Regions from separate parts of the Mus musculus genome. Here region 1 is linked to region 2. A link is a contact called in public HiChIP or PLAC-seq data. All regions are on one chromosome and are shown on one strand. The core of a region is the stretch at or near the end of the contact, and the rest is flanking DNA. Distances in the headings are between cores, read along the strand shown. Region 1 has its middle 28 kb from the start of Gm38542. Region 2 has its middle 160 kb from the start of Gm36341.

Evidence for each region. HiChIP or PLAC-seq counts read pairs in DNA pulled down with a chosen protein or histone mark.
Region 1: a contact with region 2 is called in an H3K27ac HiChIP or PLAC-seq map of SST interneurons, with 11 times the contacts expected there. The contact joins two enhancer-like sites. A contact is called at or near these places in 1 of 39 promoter capture datasets (liver), 1 of 15 datasets of contacts at CTCF or cohesin (pro-B cells), 7 of 484 Hi-C or Micro-C datasets (the HL-1 cell line, cortical neurons, embryonic stem cells and 3 more) and 2 of 115 datasets of contacts at active chromatin or transcription factors (SST interneurons and stem cell-derived neural progenitor cells).

The regions. Positions count from the first base shown.
Region 1 is chr3:78,905,981-78,911,164 of GRCm38.p6, reverse strand. No RefSeq gene overlaps it. Among named protein-coding and RNA genes, the nearest start is that of Gm38542, 28 kb to the left of the region's middle. Within about 2 kb of position 2,489, at least 21 of the 459 cell types and tissues checked have an H3K27ac peak or open chromatin away from gene starts, as enhancers often do. A contact at or near this core is called in SST interneurons, where this site is marked.
Region 2 is chr3:78,632,103-78,637,235 of GRCm38.p6, reverse strand. No RefSeq gene overlaps it. Among named protein-coding and RNA genes, the nearest start is that of Gm36341, 160 kb to the left of the region's middle. Within about 2 kb of position 1,690, at least 11 of the 459 cell types and tissues checked have an H3K27ac peak or open chromatin away from gene starts, as enhancers often do. A contact at or near this core is called in SST interneurons, where this site is marked.

The DNA.
Region 1 (5,184 bases), core at 1,240-3,739, 270 kb before region 2:
TTCATAGAGTCTTCTTCTCCTGGTCCTTAGCCACGGCCTATGTAACTTATTGGATGGACAACATCTTCCCCATCATTGCCTGTGTTGAGGTTGCTCTCATTTTGTTAGCCTCTGAGCATATCTTTATGTGATCAGTGAGCTAGTGTGATCAGTGTGCTATGGTTTGAATGTCCTCTCCAAAGTTCATGTTGAAATCTGAATGACACTTTTGAGATATGCACACTTGCTCTCAGGAGTGGCTTAATGCTATTATTATGGGATTGTATTGACTCTCACAGGAGTGATGTGTTGTATAAAGTGACTACTTTTGCCATGTCATGCCCTCCACCATGCTTTGGTTCAGTAACTAGGCCCTGACCAGACAAGCAGTCTACCGATCCTGGACAATCCAGACTTGAGAATGATAAGAGGTAGAACTCTTTGTAAATTACCCCCTGTGTGGCATTCCATACAGATGTGGACAGCAGGTGAAGCAGAGAAGTCACCCATAGGTTTGTCATGGTTCAAAGCCTGCACAAAGGCCCCTTCTTTCTATCCTCCACCTTAGACTCTGCAGCCACAGATGCTGATGCCTACGAAGAACTGGATTGCCATCTATGAATTCTCCTTTAAGGAGGAAGTGCTGGCAGCTGAGAAAGATGTCCATTTTAGTGAAGTGGAAGAGATTGTGTGTGTGTGTGTGTGTGTGTGTGTGTGTGTGCATTGAATAGACTTAATACCCTGTATTGTGGGATGTAGGACCATTAGATAATTTGTCCGATGTCTGTTAGGATTCTTCAGGAATGTTCCTTGGAAGCTCGAGCTTGGTTCAGTTAACGATGTTGGCTGCTAGTGGTTTTTGTAAGCATGAAAAGTTATTGTGTTCAAGTTCCAGGTTGTGCTGACTTCCCAAATGACTTGGTAGTGGTTTGTCCTTAGTGTAGCTGTGCATCTTAGGGACAGATAGATGGCCACCATAGTCGCCAACAGGGAGACTCACTAAAACTACTCAGCCTAGAATTTTCCAGCACTATTCTGTTGAAACTGAGTTGTTTGAGCACATTAGGGCAAAAAGTAACCTGCATGTGCCAAGTCTTCATTTTTCAAGAATTCTCAGACTTTGTCTTGGATTTTACTAGGTACTTTCAATGTGTGTCCATCCAATTTTCTTCCTCTTCCTCCTCCTCCTCCTTTCTCCTCCTCCTCCTCCTCCTCCTCCTCCTCCTCCTTCTTCTTCTTCTTTTTTTTTGGTTTTTCGAGACAGGGTTTCTCTGTATAGCCCTGGCTGTCCTGGAACTCACTTTGTAGACCAGGCTGGCCTTGAACTCAGAAAACAGCCTGCCTCTGCCTCCCAAGTGCTGGGATTAAAGGCGTGTGCCACCACGCCCGGCTAGCCAATTTTCTTCTTTCACATAGCTCAAAGAATAATTTTTCTACCAGTGAAGCCTATATATGGGCCTTCTTTGCTTTAGGAAAGTGGACTTAAATTTTGGGGTAAAGACTGTGGTCGGCTCCTTACTGATCTAGCCACGTTCCCACTTTTGGCTCCTTTATACTGCAAAACTCAGCTGTAGAATAGTGCCTCTACTGCTTAGAAGGAGACTTGATCTCTGCAGCCTCATGGGTATTGCTCATTCATACTTTCCCTGCCTGGAATATAGGCTTCCTCCTACCCATGACTCTTGGGCTGACTTTTAACTTGGTAAGTGTTTCTTTATGTGTTTCTGATGACTCACTTTAGGAGTCACTGGGATGACCCCATTGCTCTATGCACTGTCTTGGTACCTTGCACTTCTCTTTTTGCATGGTTGCTATAGAGAACCTTTCTGCACCATGCCTCTAGTTGGCCATGAGCTCCATGAGGGCAGGGATTGTGGTTAGTTTGCTGACAGTTTCATATTTTAGTGGATGGTGGTAAACATTATAAATGTTGCCCGATGAATAAATAAATTAGACATAAGGAGGAGGCAGAGATATTTAAGAGATCAGCTCAGCAAACAAAATCAATAAAACAGACTTTTTATTTATAATGTTAGTGCCTTTTCTTTTTTAGTCTTTAAAGACAACTTTTACATGGGGTAAATCGATTGGCTGATGAATCCATAGGCTTTCCCTCTATTTCCTGCAACCATTTAGATCCCACAGTTAAAAAAAACTCAGCAATTCAAGGACTTTAATAGACAGTCTCTTCCAATAACTGTATTTCTATATACATTAGCCACTTACCCTTTGTAAGCTTGGGAATTATTAGGGCCTGCAATTGACTATATTAACCCAAGCCATCATCGTTTCCTTCAGCATAAATAAAAGTAAGCTGTTAGCAGGAGGCCAAAGGCCCAGCAGCCGTTCCAGTACAATTTGGATGGATGCAGATGGAATTACAGAGTCATATTTTATCTGTTGGATTCTGTCCCAATTATGAGCTTAGTCACCACAGAGAGTTCAGAGACAGCAGAGATGGAGGCAGGAAGGAGATGCAGTTTGAAGGGATTCATAGTCCTCAGCAGGATAGGCTTTCTTATGCTCTCAGCAACAGAGACCATGTGATGTTCCCTAAGCATGAATTGTATTCTCTGCAGACTTTCCTGCTGGTGCAGCTGGGGTGGGAAGGGATGGAGGTGGAGAATGGCTGATTTTGAGGCTGTAATTATGTCAGGGCTAGAAACAGAATTGAAATGACCCAGATGGTTAGCCTAATGAAGCTGATCCAAAATTTATGCCACAAGGAGTCAGAACCATACTTCTCTCCCTGTGTGCATGTGAGAGTGTGCATGATTGATTTCTTTGGTGTGTGTGTGTGTGTGTGTGTGTGTGTGTGTGTGTGTGTGTGTATGTGGGTGCAGTTGAAGGGATGGGAATGGGTCTGCAGGGCCAAGATGGAGGTACACTGGGAAGTATCACAACCAATCTGAGCCTTTTGCTTTGGTGATTTGGCCTCAGGCAGACCTGCTCCCTCTCACTTTCTCCAAGATGTAAACTCCTTTTCCTGTGGCTTTGCAAATACAACGTATCTCCTGGGAGAGAACTCTTCCCTCAGGATAAGATGCTGGAGGCAGACCACGCAGAGCGAGGGGCATCGATGCTTATGTTCTAGGGCTCTGGTCCAAATCTTCATCTTGAATGAGAACCACAGGTCACATGCTCCGTAGTCACCTGTCTACGGACTGTGGTTGCCAGCAGGGACAGAGCTATGACCAGCACTGCAGATGCTATGATCTTTTAATTAAAGAACTTAATATATGTAAATCTAGAGAACAGTGCTTGGTGCGTGGTACATATCAATTAACTGTCCATTGTTACTCTATTATCCATTCAGCACATTGGCTGCTCACTTTCCTGAGCTCTCACTTCAAAGGCATTTCTTTAAGGAACTCAAAAAACCATGGCGTTCTAGTGAGGTGAGAAAGGAGACAGTCTTGAGAATAGATTATGACAATGTGTCATCTTAGATAATTGAGAAGGGGCCTTAGTTTTCTCATGTGATGCTGTGGAGGGTCCCTGGAATGCTCCTGTCAGAAGAGACAAATGCTTATAAAACAGTCTGCCGCAGTCATCGCCATTGAAGAGCGGTCATCAAAACAAGAGGCAGTTTACATTTGTCACTCTGGCTGATCCTCTTAGGTCACATTTTAATTTGGCTTTTACAGGAAACTGAAATTCATGACATATAAGGAATCTGTTAAAACAGTATTTCCTTCCCCTTGTTGAGTACGTCACCTGTGACATGTTCTCTGTATACCATGGCTATACCATGAGATATGTTACTGTTATCCTGATCTGTTGCTGAGCCAGCCAGCTGTGGCTCAGAGATGTTCGGTGATTCAGGATCACATAGCCAGGGAGCACTGAAACGAGGACTGGAACTCTTTGTCTCCCAGCTCCTGCTATTAAACTAGGGCTGCCTTGCGAGACAGACTTGCTATTAAGCTGGATTGGTTCTAATCCTACTTGAATGAGTCCAAGATGCACTTGCTTGATAATAAATCCTATTGGTACTATTCAAGAGCTAAGGGAATAAAATGTGTCCTGGGGAAAACAATACTTCAAGAAGCACAGCTTGCCATATGTGCGGAGCAGGAGAAATTAAGTGAGAAGAAAACCAAATTGATGAGGGTTTTCAAAGATACAGGGATATAAACAATCTAAATTAGAGACATGATGTGGTATTGGCTACAGAGTGTGTGATTGTGGGGGTGGGGTGATGAGGGACATTTAAATAGACTGAGCTCTTGTTTGACAAGAGGAAGAAACACGCTCACATGGCTTTGCTCTCTGAGGTGCAGGGTGGTGTTGAGAATGTCAGGGTGGGGCAGGGGGTTCTCATTCTCCCTCGGTTACTGGGCACTGCCCCATGTATTCTTTGCACTGTATCCATAGCCTTATGTATAGGGAGAGATCAGCTTGGGAAATATATTGGAAATGGGTGGTGGTGGTGGCTGAATTTGTTCCTTTAGTTGCAGTATGAACTTCCTGGCTCATGTTCAGCTCCACGGCCTTCTGTTGATGGATTGTTCAAAATGGAACTCTATGTCTCTCGGGCTAGACAGCACCAGGGAGCTCTGGCACAGCCTCTCTTCGCATTGTAAAGCTCCCAGCAAGTTGTTCCACCTTACTGAACCTTGCAGACGGCAGGGAGCCCCTACCCCTGAGGATCTTGGGAGGAATGGCCAATAAACATGAATGTAGGTGCAATACCCATGCTAAGTAAATGTGGTCAATGCCTTGATGGACAGTGACATTAATGCCATGGACAGTGGTGTACCTACACAGTCTGCTAACTCTCTTTCAGTTCGACAGAACCAGGGACTTGGGATAGGTTTTCAGGTGAAAACACAGTTATACGACAAAGCAGATCATATCAGGGGTCACACTTCAGGGACGGTAGACAAACTCGGGGAGCCAGGAATGAACAGCCATCACTAACCCAGTCTTTGGGGCTCTGACATCTGCAGTAGATTACATGTGCCTCAATGTCCTGCCCCTGCAAGCCACTTCCTCAGATGCCAAATGCCATCCAGCCTTTATATTTCTAAGCAAATTTGATTTCCCAAGGAAATATCACACTGGAAATGCAAACTAGACAGGTTGTTTTAGCTCAGCCTGATTCAAACAAATCTTCGAAGCTACTGGCTGCCCTCAACTCCGAAATGGATCTGAAAGCTGCTGCTGCAGCAGCAGCAGGGAGATTTGGGGTTCATGTTATTA
Region 2 (5,133 bases), core at 441-2,940:
TTGGATTATGGTTTTTCCTTTACATTCCCCCTTTCCCGGCTACTCGGGTCGAACTCCTCTACCCTTGCGTGGGATGTGAGTCAGCCCCAGCGCGCTGGTTCCTGTTAATAAACTTCCGAGATTGCAGCAAGGACAGTCTCTCGTGAGTTCTTGGGGAGTCTCGTAATCCTGAGACTTGAGTGAGGGTCTCCCCTCTTTGAGGGTCTTTCACTAGCTTTGTACTTGAGAAATAGACAGGAGAAGCCTCAACCTCAGAGATCTCTTTCTGCTTTCCAAGTGTAAGATTAAAGCTATCCACAACCACACTTGACTAAAATAATAGTTTGATTTTAATTATGTGCTCACGTATATGCCTGAGTGTGGGTCTATGCATGAGTGCAGGTGCCCCTGGAGTCCAGAAGAGAGCATCTGACCTCATGGTGCTAGAGATATAGCCATGAGCCATTCAATGTGGATGCTGCAGAGGATGGCCTTGCAACAGGAGGAGTGGCCTTTGGGAACCCCTGGAAGTTTGATGCCCCAGAATAGGGGGGATGTGGGAGCAATGGGGTGGGAGAGTGTGGGTGGGGGAGAGGCAAAAGGTGGGGGAGAGCAGAGGTGGGATGGGGGAGGGTTGGTGGAGAAGGTACCCAGGAAATGGGATATCAGTTAAAATGTAAACCAATAACTGTTTTAAAAGTTTTTTTTTAAAAAACCTTTTTTTTAGCTGACCTCATTCTTTTCAAACAAAACAAACAAAACAAAAGCTGCAAACAAAAACAACCTTTGAAGGCAATTACAATAACACAGTGGAACAATTTTCACTATGCCACCAAGGGTGACTTTTCCCAGAGACACTGCTCTAGTGGACAGCAGTGTTAGGCAGGCCTGCTTTCAGGTTAGCACCAAGTCTCTCCATGGCTTTGTACGTGCCTAACACTCTGCCATAGACATTCCTCTGCCTCAAAATTCCCCAAACCAGAAATTAGCATGCTGCCTCTTCTGCCAGACATAGGGCTTTCAGAGTGGAGAGAACTGTCAGTTGTGTGTGTCTGATCTGTAGCATAAACTTCCTTAAAATACTAGGAATTGTGTCTTACAATTTTTCCTCAATTTGGGTTTGTGGTTCTCCAGTGTGAAACTTGCAGGTGATCTCATTATGTCACATCAAAGGTCAGAATGTCTTAGGAATCCATAAGCTTTTACCTTGAAAATTAACTTTAGCATATATGGGCTTTATAGACTAATAGAAATTATAGAAATACACAGAATTAAAAGGCTTGGAACACAAGCATAAATAAATGCTTTGTCTTTTGATGGACTCACAACAACAAATGTGCAATTTTATAAATCTTCCCACTGATTAGATTTTGGCTTTGAATTTGCCCCCATACCCAGAAGCAAATAATGACATTTGTTGAGGGTTGATGGTGATCATAAAGGCACTGTCTCTCTGTGGCTTTTAAAACATATTATGAATTCTGAAACCTTGCTTTTTTACAACCGAGACTCTCAGTTGTTTTGTCTTCAGGAGGCAGCAGGAATCTTCATGCTTAGTTGCTGGAGTTGGTATAGCTTGTCATCTGCTTTTGTAGGCAAGAGATCTATATTTGGAAAGGAGTCAACAAACTTCAAATCGTAATTGTTTTCTCTGCCAAAATAAGCAGGGCTCTGCAGAGGCTCTGACAGCTGTGCCTTGTCCTGAAGGACAATCTTCCACAAGAAAACAATGGGAGCATTACCTCCCTCATGCCGCATGGGCTGGTGGTGTGCATGATCATCTAAAACAGCATACAGAATTAAAAAAAAACCGTCCTAGGAAACAACAATATGAAATATTTTTCCTTTCCTATTTTAGCTTCTAAAAATCATGAAAACAGTTTTGCTCAGGAGTAGAGATCATTGTGGATGGATCAATTTTAAGTGTGTTGGGGCAAAGTTATGAAGAATTTTTTTCCCAAGTTTTTTACAGAGCTTATTTGATTTGATGACACAGCTGGAATCACACCATTTTCATCCTTTTGGTAGTCAGTTACAATAAAGAGTCTATTCTGTTACACTGTTTCATTTTCAGACTGAAGCCTAGAATGCTTTGTGCAGCTGTCCGTGACTCTTAGCTTCAGAATTAAGTTTTACATTTTGACAAAATGACTTTCTGGAAAGAGGAGTCACAGCTCAAACACATACTTTCTTTATGCACATAGTAGGAGGGAGCGTACTACTACAACAGGGATGCATTCTTCTCTAAAAGCATACCTCTGCCGGCCATGCTGCAACGCACAATGTTCAGGAAGTTAAAATTAAGTGTCTCCTTGAATGGTAAGAACTACAAAGTTATATGAAGTCCCCTTTATGCCTTGGATCTCCTTGCTATTTTGTTTAAGAAATGTACAAAGATGCCTATGTCACCATCTCAGGGTTTCCTGTCATTTGGTAGGTCGTAGCTTGTTATCCTAGGGTGAGGGCTTCCTGTCTGAGTCACAGCTGGGAGATGATATCCTATGCTCATGGAGTACAAGGGTTAGAGGGAGAGAGAACTTTTACGCCTTTACCAGCTTACATGTAATGAACTCACTCCATGACTGACTGCCTCTGTAGTGTTTATACTTTTTTTTGGAGCAGCTGAAACCCCCTATGTCCTGCAGCTCCTTCCATTTTTCAATACCATCTCTTGGGTGGGTGTTTGGGGGTCGGGTACAGCTTTTCCCATTCTAACCAAAGGACAGTTGCATGATTTCTTAGTGACATCCTCTAGCAAAAGAAGGCCTCTATGCTCTTAACTATATTCGTCAGTGTTGCCTGTCTTTTCTGTAGTTCCCTTATAGTGAAAAGCTCACTGCTGAGAACTTTTGAGCATATCATTACTGAGTGCCTGGGTATCTCATGGGAGTCTTTGCGTAGAGTACATAGGATTTTTTTTTTTTAAAAAAACTTTTCAAGTTACTTGTGACCTGTGGAACCCCAAGCTTTCTCTTCTAAGGGCTGGCAACCCTCTATCATCTTCCCAGTTGTCAGAAGCTCCAGTAATCTCAGTGGTCCTTGCTTTTTCTTCCTAAGTACCCAGAACTACATAGTGTGATCAGGTTGGGGTTATGTTTTGAAAGAGCAAAGTTGAACATCCCTACCTCTTGACCTATGGGATCCTGCCTTTCTACATAGCAGTGTGTCAGGATGCATTAAAGATGGACTGCTTTCTTTGCTTTCCTAAGAGAAAAGTTAAGGAAAATTATAGATGACAATGGAGGAAAGAAAGCACGAGAGAAGGCTATGAGTTAATGCCTCACTCTTACCTCTGTGAGGTGGATGGGGCAAGTAAGCTGTCTATGCTTTGCTATTCTTCTTTGCTTGATAGAAGACTAATTCCTGGAACACGAACTCAGACACACTACCTGAGGAGAATTAAGAGTCTTACTTTCTGAAACAGCAGAGGCTAGGTTCAGAGAAGCATGGTCTCCTGGGCCACACTATTAGAAGTTTTACCCCTGAGCCAGAAATCAGAAAGAATAACTAAGAAGGACATCATTTATGGCAGGAACTGGGAAAAGAGAGATGATTCAGACATCTAGGGTGGTTATAATCAATTCTCTGTTATGACAATTGAGGGTATTATTTATTTAGGTGAATGTACCTGTTAGGGTATCAGTTTCTTTGTTCATACAGTGGTAATAAAAACAGTAATACCACTTTGTAGGTTGGGGATGAGATATGGGTCAGAATGTGCCCTGTGGATCAGAATGCTTTAATAAGTAATAGTCACTTCCAGAGTCTCACTGTCTAATGATTTTAGGCCGCATGGGCACTTCTCAAGCCATGCCCATTTGGAATCTATCAATTCTACTTTGGGAAATTTTGTGACAGTTTTGTGTCTTTCTGATATTACAAAATGAATTTCTCATGAAAACCTCTCTGTAGATATACAAGATTCATAGTTCCTGTTGCTTGGATCTTTAAAAGTCTAAATGAAAAAATACCTTACCCATGTAGGTTGCTGACTTCTGAAAATACTAATGACTGATATAGGAGCAGAGGTGGAGACCTGTCATAGCAACAAAGACACCACAGCAAATCAAAGATCTAGGAATCCAAGTTTTCTAAAGGTCAGAAATGCTCATAATGTCAAATATTATGGGGATCTACAGTAATGACCAGTGCATTAAAATTACTTTAATCTTGACTACTGGGGTCCCTTATAATAAAGTCCAGAAAGCTTTTTACCCAGGCAGATAAAGTACTATTTAGTATGTATTCTATTTAAATATGTCTGAATCTATATTCTTGGGCTCAATGAAACAACCTATTGTCTATTTCTACATTTGTTAGTATATTTCCATTGATAATTAATTGGCTCAGCCAAACACATTTTTAATATTATGCATAAGTGTACAATTAAATCAATTTCTTTCAGCTGTCTTCAGAATTGAGATTGTATGGAGGTCATTCAAATAATTATTTGACCCATTGTCATTACTTATCTTTTCTTTTCTTTTGATATAGTTATATTTAAGTGTATATATGTACAAAATTCTTCAGAACAGAGAAAGGTTAGATCACACACACACACACACACACACACACACCCTCCTCCCCCATACACACACCACCATCGCCTCCACTACCACTATTACCAGCAGATGCAACAGTATCAGTAGTATATCTAAGAAGGAGATAAGCTCAGGTCATGGGCACAGTTAATTGACTTCTGTAGATTATTTATTAAGGCTTAATGAAAGATACTGAGAGATTTTAAAGTTTTTATAGAGTAGAAAGATGGAGGTTTTAAAGTACAGTTCTTGTTCTCTTTTTATTTTGTTACCAAGAACAATCCAAAATAAAACTACCAAAATAATTTTATGGTGACTAGATTTTGAGTATATATCTTTATGAAACAATTAAGTCCTCCCCAAATGGGCCGTGTTGCCAAATATCCCAGGAATACTAAAAACAGAGCATTTGAAATGTATCTTGTAGCTGTTTTTGCTATCCCATATGTTCCCATCAGGGCCTTCAATGAAGCATCTGAACCACTGGAGCCAATTTGGCTTGGACAGCAGGGAGATAAATTCCATTACCTTCTTAGTTACCAGAGTGGACATTGGAGAGGAAGAGAGAACAGTGTGGGGGCAGTTTCAGGAATGAAAAACCGGTTGCTTACAA